Linked DNA regions of Zea mays: regions 2 and 3 are each linked to region 1. Evidence: chromatin contacts called from public Hi-C data. All regions are on one chromosome and are shown on one strand. Each heading gives the region's core, a stretch centred on a gene start, on an enhancer-like site or on the middle of the called end of the contact. The rest is flanking DNA. Distances are from core to core; before and after follow the strand shown. Region 1 has its middle 200 kb from the start of LOC100282973. Region 2 holds the start of LOC100282973. Region 3 has its middle 21 kb from the start of LOC100857077.

Region 1 (2,983 bases), core at 341-2,840:
TACCTTTGGCTTTTTGACGAGGAGAAAACTCGAAGGTACTTGGAAGAAAATGGATTACACATAGTTGTTCCCCCCGGCACCTAAGAGGTTCCTCATGTAGGGCACTGTTCATCTATTTATAGTGTGGTGGTACAACTTCGTGTATGGTTACAAACATTTCCATAAAACTTGTACATGCAGTTTACAAATTATGTGGGGGCAGTATCATCTTCTGCCTTTTCTGCTTTGGTTACAGAGTCTTGAAAACACCTTCTCTCGGCCTTATTCCACTTCTGCCTTTGTTTCCTTGTGTTGTTATGACGAAGCTAACATCTTTGTCTTCCTCCCTGTCTTGCTCTGAATGTATTTAGTACCAAAGCTCCTAGGATGTGCTAACAACAATGGTTAAATGTGTTTTTGAGGACCTTTGAAAGACGAAGGCCCCAACAAGTTGGGGAGGAAGGAGGGGCATAGGCCTGAGGACCTTAGCCGCTCAGAGTGGGACTCACAGGGACGCACGGTCTAGCTAGTTGTCATGCCTGTGCGCACACAACAGCAAGAACAGGGACGGCGACGTCGTGTGGATAGAGCGGCGAGGCAGGCTGCGTGCGGGCTGCAGCAGAGCCCAAGGGCCTGGTCGTCGTGGTCGCTCGGTGTCGAGGCTGAGGAGGCACCCGACAGTGGGTGCGGCCATGGTGGGTGCCGAGCGCACAGGAGCTGGGCGCGCGGAGGTGAGGTGCGGCTATGGTGGAGCATGCTGATTCCTTCGCCAAAATGTCGCAGAGCTTTCACAATGAAACAAAGGGAGAAGAACAGCAAGGGAGATGGATCCCTCACCCTGCAGCAGGTCCATACACCGGTGGCTTGGACGAGAATGACAATGAGCACGATGAAGGGCGAGGCGAGATGGTTGTACAGCGACCGCAGACTCTGCTATACAGTGATGAGCGCGACATAGCCTCCTCCTCTCAGCGATGTCGGTCCCTTCTTCACGATGACGAACGACGCGACGTCGAGTCCGACGTGCGTAAAGATGTCAATGGAGAATTACCCACCGGGGATTAACTCCCCAGACCCGTACCCATGAACGTCGACCCGCCCCCATCCCCGAACCCAAACCCGACCTCAGGTACGAAAATCTTCCCATACCCATCCCCGACCGGGTACTAAATACCCATGGGGACCCATACCCGACCCGACTATTCAACATTTCAGAATTTCAGCATATAGATTATGGACACAATTCGACATTCATTCCAACATGCATATTTTATAGTATCATCAACATACTCACTTTCCTTGCTCGTCAGCGGTGTTCATCGGCGTCGGCGTCGATGAAGACGCCATCCACGCATCCAGTGAGCGGTCAGACCGTCCGGGTGTCTGGGCGAGCGGCGGTTGACGGGCTCTGCAGGGGCGTCCAGCGAGCGGCGGTCTGACCGTCTAGGCGTCCAAGCAAATCTGGAGAAGGAGACGGCGAGCGGCGGTCCGGCTATCCGGTCATCTAGCGAGCGGCCGTCAGCCCGTCACGCACGCGGTCAAGCATGAGGGATTGAGGGCAAGCGACTGGTTAATTAGTTTAGGTTTTTTTTTACTTTGTTGCCTTGCTTCTTTCCTGCGGGCCTCATTGGTTGGGAATTTGGGATTCTAGAGCCCATAGGTTGTCGGCAGCCCACAAGGCCACAGATAAATGGTCGCTGGAATGCTTGATGGACTCATGATTGTACCGGGTATTTCTCCCCATGGGTAATCGGGTTTAGGTTTAGCCCTCCTAAACCCGAACCCGCCATACCCGATGGTTAAGGAATTTATTCCATATCTATACCCATGGGGATTTGTTTTAATCCATACCCTAACCCTAATAGAGTAATTCCCCACGGGTAATCGGATTTCGGGGCCCCATTGACATCTCTAGACATGCGGCTATGGGCAAGGATTGGACGGGTGTGGGAATTAGAGATGGCAATGGGTATCCGAAACCCGAAACCCGATGGGTTTTTACCCCATTAAGGTACGGGTTTGGGTCAATTTTCATACTCATGGGTTTGTTAATGGGCATAAATGTATACCCGACGAGTTCATGGGTACGGGTTTGTTCCTATAGTACCCAAACCCGTGAACCCGCAGGTTTTTTAAACCCGACCAAAACTAGTGCATATTGTTATTTTATTTTATAAACGAACAACAAACTTGTTATCTACCTATTTACTTCCTAATTTTTATCAAATAGTGAATGTATAAGTAGTTGGTGATAGTGTTGTTTGCTTGTTATTATAGTTATTAATAGCGTTATATATGTGGTGGATGTATAACTTAGTGCAAGGTAACTTAATTATACAATTATTATTTGTATTTAATTATCTCTACTAATATTTTTTATACCAAATTATGAATTCGTTGTTCATTACATAAATTTTGGACCATAATCTCATTAATCATTACGATACTTATTGATTATAAAAAGAATAAGCATATTGGAGATAAAAACCCGCGGGTAACCCGTGGGTACCCGCGAACCCGATGGGTACGGGTTTGGGCAAAATTTCAAACCCGTCATGGGTACGGGTTTTTTAATGGGTGTAAATATTTTTCATGGGTACGGATTTGGGATAGCAAAACCCGGTGGGTTTGTACCCGTTGCCATCTCTAGTGGGAATGGATGGTCGGGCTAAGGTTTATCCAAGCTACTCGCGAGATCGAATGAGAGAACTAGTTACCGAGGGGAGAAGAGAGAGATTTTGTGGCTAACTGATGGGCGTGGCCCACGGAGCATGACACTCCTCCCCCTACGCTCGTTAGATGGGCTGGTGGGCAAGGCGATGGGGTGAAAAGGACTTTCTTTTTCCCTCTTTTTTATTTATTTTCTCTCTTTTTCTTTTTTAAGTATATATGTATATTTATTTATTTACATTAGACCACTCCCAAATAATTCAAAAGCAATAGTTTCTTCTTCCTCTAGACGTAAACATGGCCAAAATCATTTTTAGCAAACAAAAATCGGCTT
Region 2 (2,983 bases), core at 204-2,703, 200 kb after region 1:
TGTGAAATGTAGTCATCAACTAATACATGTGCTAGTCATCGACTCTGACTAGGGACATCATTTAGAATAACCATATAAGTAAAGAATCTCACAAACAATTCACATAATTGCTAATCAATACAAGGTGCCTTCCATGGATATTCAATTAAGTAATATATATATCATGGATACAAAGAAATATGCTCATCTCTATGATTATCTCTAGGGCATATTTCTAACAACGGCGTGGCCGTGCTGAGGGAAGTACATGTCTTCGATTTGTGCGCGCTGCTGTAGGGGGGGGGGGCGTGTTGCAGGCCGAGGTGGCCTTCGCGCTGCATGAGCGCGATCTCTTGTTCGAGCTCCTGGGCTTTCTGCTCTTCGTCGCGTATCATCTGTCGCACCTTAGCTTGTGCAGACACGCGTTGGCGCTTGGCCTCAAGGATTTCTTTTCGCTTCTGGAGGTTACGGTTCTTGATGCGAAGGCACGCAGCTGTAGCTGCTCTTCCGCTGAAACGCCGATGACTTCGCCGTCCTCGATGACGTCCGCGCCCTCTGGTGGAGCGAAGCCTGGGGGAAGTTGCGGTTGTCCTCCAGAGCTGCAGGTGCGAAGACTGCCTTCGGGAGTAGGTTGTTCGTTGCGCTGCCGCTTGCTGAGAGCGTCGTCTTCGGTGGCCTCTTGGTGGGTGGTGTCGACGAGGGCCTTGCCATTTTTCTCGGCCAGCAGTGCTGCCTTCGCAGCCTCGTCAGCCTTCGAGCTAGCTCTGTTGGGTGCCATCGCGGGTGGTTTTTCCGTAGCACAAACGGTGGGCGCCAAATGTTGGAACTTGCTCTCCCGAGCAAGTTGATCCAACGGGGGAGTGAGAGCAACGTAAACAAGGTTTCAATTCGAGATGACAAAAGCTCTGTTAATCTAGCATTTCAAGGGCACTGTGCGGGGGTATTTATAGGTATCTGAGTGCCCAACGTCCTGAGTTAAGGACGCATGTGCCCTCAGGCGCCTAGGTTATCCCCGGAATATTTCCATAAAGCAGGGTTACAAACTGTAATTACAGGGAGACCTTTACAAATTAGACCCGTAATGCGCAGCGGCCACGCAGGGCCTGTTACATGGGTCGGATCACACGTGGGCCTCCATGTTGGACGAGGCCGCGAGATGGGACGACCTCGTCACAGGCCTTCGTCCGGCGACGCGTGAGACGAAGGGTAAGTCTGCCAGTCGTCTTGTCTCCGTTGGTGCAGCGAGATTGACGAAGACATCGAGCGAAGGGTGGCGTCTTCGCCTTCGCCCCAACAATATGTATGATGATACAAAAGTTGACAATATAACACACATTTGTACATAAGTTATCGTATTATTATATATTCTCGTTGGAACACTCATATGATATTTAAACAAGTTACATTTAGTTGACCAAACAAAACCTGAGTCTCTCCACCGTACACGAAAAAGACGGCCCGTTGGCCCGGAATTATTACCGTCTGTTTGTCCTCGTCTCCCTCCGCTGTCCGATTGTGCGCTGTCGCAGCCTCTGCCCTCTCCCAGCCCGCTCCTCCATCTCCGGTGAGACGCGAATTGAATCGCATCGAATCCATGGGCAGCTCCTCGAATACCAACACGAGCGGCGGGGCCAGCGACAAGGAGGAGAAGAAGAAGGAGGACAAGATCAAAGGCAAGGACTCGTCGGGGCCATCCTTCAAGGAGAACGAAAGGGTCCTCGCCTACCACGGCCCCCTCCTCTACGAGGCCAAGGTTCGCTATTTCTTTCCTTCCCTTCCTGGACGACCTCTTACTGAATGGTAGATACACTCATTTGTTACGCTTGTGTTGTGCTGTGTTCCTTAATCCTTGTTAGGGTTAGGAATTAGGATACCATCGGCCCCGGACCCGTTGGTCGATTAGATTCACTACCCCAGCCCCCCTGCGTGCACTATGCTAGCTGTTAGGGTTTAGGCTTTATCATTCACATCCCATCTGATCTATGCATGTTCCTTCTCTTCTTTCTTTGCTTCTTCAGTTTAATGATAACGGAACTTTATATATTCTGTCCCATTTCTCAAGGTTCAAAGGATCGAAAACCATGAAGATGAATGGCGCTACTTTGTCCATTATCTCGTAAGTCTTAGGTCACTCCATTGTGCAAGTATTCTTAAACGCATTGTTTCCTCATTCTTTCTTCACACCTTAACCATTTAGATATATCTTACTCTCACATAAATCAGCATATACCTGGCAATTTCTGCTGTTCTCTAATTCTTTGTCACTTCTCTTGTAGGGTTGGAATAAGAAGTAAGTGTTTCATACTCCATGAGTGGATGGATGTTAGATAAGTCTTCCATGTTTCTCCCTCACATTCGTGCATATATCTTTTGTTATGTTTCCTACCCTACTCCTCCACAGTTATAAAAACCCATTTAATTGTTGCTGTGTTTGTTCTAGCTCATCAGATAGTTCTGTGTCTAGTGGCATACACTGAACCAGTTTGTTTCAGGGATTTGACAGTACACACTCGACCGGGGAGGGAAAGACCACCCTCCCGGTATTCTATTAAGAAGAGACCGAAATATGGTCCCCGTCGAGAAAATCCCCGAACCCTGCCCCTCATCACTAGCGGGCCATCACTGCCCACTCTGCAACGGCCCAGCCGAAGGGTGGCGCGCAGACGTAACCCAGGAGCGGTAGGACATAGCGAGGGGATTTTTTTTAACCAAGCCACAAATTCGCCCCGAGGGGGATCGAACCCAGGGGTGTTAGTCGGAAGTTTTAACCATTACGCTAGAGGCCCTTTCGCTTTTGGTAGTGCACACACTGCTCATTTCTCAGCCGTGAGCTAGTGATACAGCTAAACCAGATGCCTTTTCATTTAACTAAATTTATAGGGGTTTCTTCAAATATGCCACTCAAATTTTGCAAACTTAGATAGCTAGTTCATTTGGATACTACCCATGGCATCCGAATGAACTAGCTATCTAATTTTGAAAATTTGAGTGGCATATTTCTGAT
Region 3 (2,983 bases), core at 358-2,857, 180 kb before region 1:
CTGTCCTCCAGAATGACTCCGTTCTCCACCCGAATGCGAGGGAGATCCACAGGAATTTCCTCGACTACCACTGGGTAGACAGGAACTTGCCGTGGCGGAGGGATGTAGTTGGTGTTGATCCGAGTGGTTTGAATGGTACATACCATCTATAAAAGAAAATATCAACTCAGTTGATTTTTAAAGAGGTAAGGTTAATAAAATAATTTTGTAAGAATAAAATTAACATGTCTTGAACAGTCTAGGCTTTCCATTTTTAACTAATCTAATGACCTAGAGTCAGCATAGCTTTGATACCACTTCTGTCACACCCGGTTCTGGGGGCAAAACCGAATGCATAGCATATGTGGGTCATGATCCATTTCTCACATATATGTTGACGTCACAAGTGTAATATATCAAAAGACAATGCAATAAAGGCGTAAAGAGAGTAGAGTACTTTATTACATCATGTGAATTATTGTATCTTTAACAAGTATCAAAATCAAAGTAGGGCAGAGTTAAATATGGGCACTCTTCCACAGGAAGGTGACTGACGCATCGTTAGACTTAAAACTCATCATCATCATCAGTGAAGTCTTCAGTATCACCCTCTGATCAAAATATTAGCAAGGGTGAGCTCACTTATGGTCGGAGCTCAGCAAGTGGGGAAAATTAATGCAAGTTAACAAGGTAGGCTATGGATAAGCGGTAATCATTTTAGTTGGTCAATATTTTATTAGCAACACTTGTCTTACTAATAATTGTGTATCCCAAGTATCCCAATTGATCAAAGGTATAATAGTATATCAAAAGCACTTAAGTGAAACCACTTAAGCAAACCGTTGGTAGATCATCAGATCTCAATTTATTGTTCGTCTTTAAGTTCAATTGTCATGTGAGGGTCCAGGTTGCTCTTAACTGTGAGCATGACTGACATATCAGTTTTACACTCTGCAGAGGTGGTACAACTTTACCCACAAGCCATGTATCCCATCTAGTCTGGGTTGATCGGACCCGTAAACACTACCGAGGTGAATGGCTAGGGATCCATTATGAGGCTTTCACAAAATATCCTTAGTACAAAGCTACCGTTAAGGTTTCCACGTCCGTATTGATGGCCCTCTGGGTGAGGTAACTTAGCCAAGACTACCACCCCATGTTAACATGAGCTGTCACCAAACCACTGTCGCCCCTCTTGCCCATCTTTCAGGTAGGGTTGCTAAGCACTAAGTCTATTGTAACACCTCAAATCTATCAAATAAAACAATTCATTACTAGTTGCTAAACTTATTAGAGGATAAAATTTTAAATTTTAAATCAAGTGCTTGATTTCTTTTATTCATTTTTGGAAGATAAATTTTGATTGAATTAATTATTGAGAATTGTTTTAGTAGTATTTCATTATTTCAAAATACAATTAACTTACACATATAATATAAATATTTAGTGTTATTGGATTTATTAGAATTTTTTTAGAAATATTATAAAGTATCAAAAAGAGAAAAGAAGAAAAAAAAGAAAACACACTCACGTACCATCCATATCCATAGGCCACACGCTTGAACGAGGAGGCCAGGCCGATCCCCTTCCCAGCCCATCCCACGGTCCCTCTCTCTCCGTGATTGCATGACAAGTGGGGTCATCATGTCAGTGCCCTCATCTTCAACCCACTGCTCGTTTTCTCTATTTGGTACCGTGTGTCGTTCATTCGTTCGGGCAGTCGCCGCTCACAGGACGCTGCTGCACTCGTCGATTGCTCTACCCCGCCGCCTCGCCTAACCACTGTGGATGTGCTGTACCGACCAAACCCCTACAGAACCGCCGCGACCCTCTCCCTCTCACTCGCGCCTTCTCCTCTCCCCCACTCTTTCTCTCATGTAACGGCTGCCGACAGCCATCAATGGAGTTCAATGGCCGTCCGTCGCAACTCTCTCTCTCTCAGCGTCCCTCTGCTTCCTCCCTCACTCTATAAAATCCCGACCACTTCATCCTCTCCCCACACTCCCAGATCGCTGCCTTCGCGACGTCGCGCCGCTGACGCCCAGACGATCTTCTCCTCTGCTGACCGCCCGATAAACTGTCCAGCCACGCTGCCATCAACTTCCCTTGAGTTTTGCTGCCCCGTCGAGGATCCACTCCAGTGCTCCTCCATTCCCTGCGACGTCTGTGTTAGCCGATAGCCACTGCTCAATTCTCTATGTATTTGCCGTCTGAAGTTGAAAGAGACTAGATATATTTATGTGCTAATTCTTTTGATCTACGTTTAATAGAGAAGCTAGTCTCTCTTGCAGTTTTTTCCTTTTATAAAAAATGAATTTGTGATCTAAACAAGGTAGAAATTATTTTGACAGCTTCAAAATTATGTGACGCACATTTCAAATTAGGGGTTACCGTAATCTTTATGTTATTTTTCATTTGATCTAAGTTATGGCTATTTTAAACGCTTTGTAGACTTTTAAATAAGAAATTTGGAAGAAAAAGCAAGATCACATATTTTTGTAACTAAAAATAGAGTGGTTAGTTTTATATATATTTACTTATAAAATATAAAGTAGTTTAGTATTCAATGCGACATACCATTTGATATTTCAAAAATACTAAAATAAATATAACTAACTAATATAATTGTTACTCGTTAGGTTATAGATGGGTTTACGAAAGTAGTTCTCTCGTGATATGTAGATCATGCAAAGAATTAAAGATAACATTTGTTATTTTCTTTTGCATAAAAACATACTACGACCTATACCTTAGTTTTTGTAAATTAAAATGCTTACATATCTTCTAGGTATATTAATTATAAATTTTCTAAACAAAAGGTTAACATCACTACAGTGAACGAAACAGCTTTCGACGACCAAAGCCGTCGGACATAAGCTTTAAACCGTCGGAGATAGCTTATATCCGACAACATTAATCTATCTCCGACGGCTTTAAGCCGTTGGAGATAAGGCGTCGGAAATAGGATTATGTCCGACGGCTGCCGTCGGACATAAGCTATCTC

What was found. Hi-C and Micro-C count contacts between places; a contact is called where the count stands out from the background.
Region 2: a Hi-C map of ear shows a contact between it and region 1, with 1.8 times the contacts expected there. The contact joins the promoter of LOC100282973 here to the enhancer-like site in region 1. A contact is called at or near these places in 4 of 25 Hi-C or Micro-C datasets (ear, leaf and tassel).
Region 3: a Hi-C map of ear shows a contact between it and region 1, with 4 times the contacts expected there. The contact joins two enhancer-like sites. A contact is called at or near these places in 3 of 25 Hi-C or Micro-C datasets (ear, leaf and tassel).

The regions. Positions count from the first base shown.
Region 1 is chr5:131,878,066-131,881,048 of Zm-B73-REFERENCE-NAM-5.0, forward strand. No RefSeq gene overlaps it. Among protein-coding and RNA genes, the nearest start is that of LOC100282973, 200 kb to the right of the region's middle. Within about 2 kb of position 1,591, at least 8 of the 20 cell types and tissues checked have an H3K27ac peak or open chromatin away from gene starts, as enhancers often do. A contact at or near this core is called in ear, leaf and tassel, where this site is marked.
Region 2 is chr5:132,079,554-132,082,536 of Zm-B73-REFERENCE-NAM-5.0, forward strand. LOC100282973 reads left to right here and starts at 1,454. Exons shown (of 11, transcript NM_001155877.1): 1 at 1,454-1,732; 2 at 2,042-2,095; 3 at 2,256-2,269. The coding sequence starts at 1,574.
Region 3 is chr5:131,695,009-131,697,991 of Zm-B73-REFERENCE-NAM-5.0, forward strand. No RefSeq gene overlaps it. Among protein-coding and RNA genes, the nearest start is that of LOC100857077, 21 kb to the left of the region's middle. Within about 2 kb of position 1,608, at least 15 of the 20 cell types and tissues checked have an H3K27ac peak or open chromatin away from gene starts, as enhancers often do. A contact at or near this core is called in ear, leaf and tassel, where this site is marked.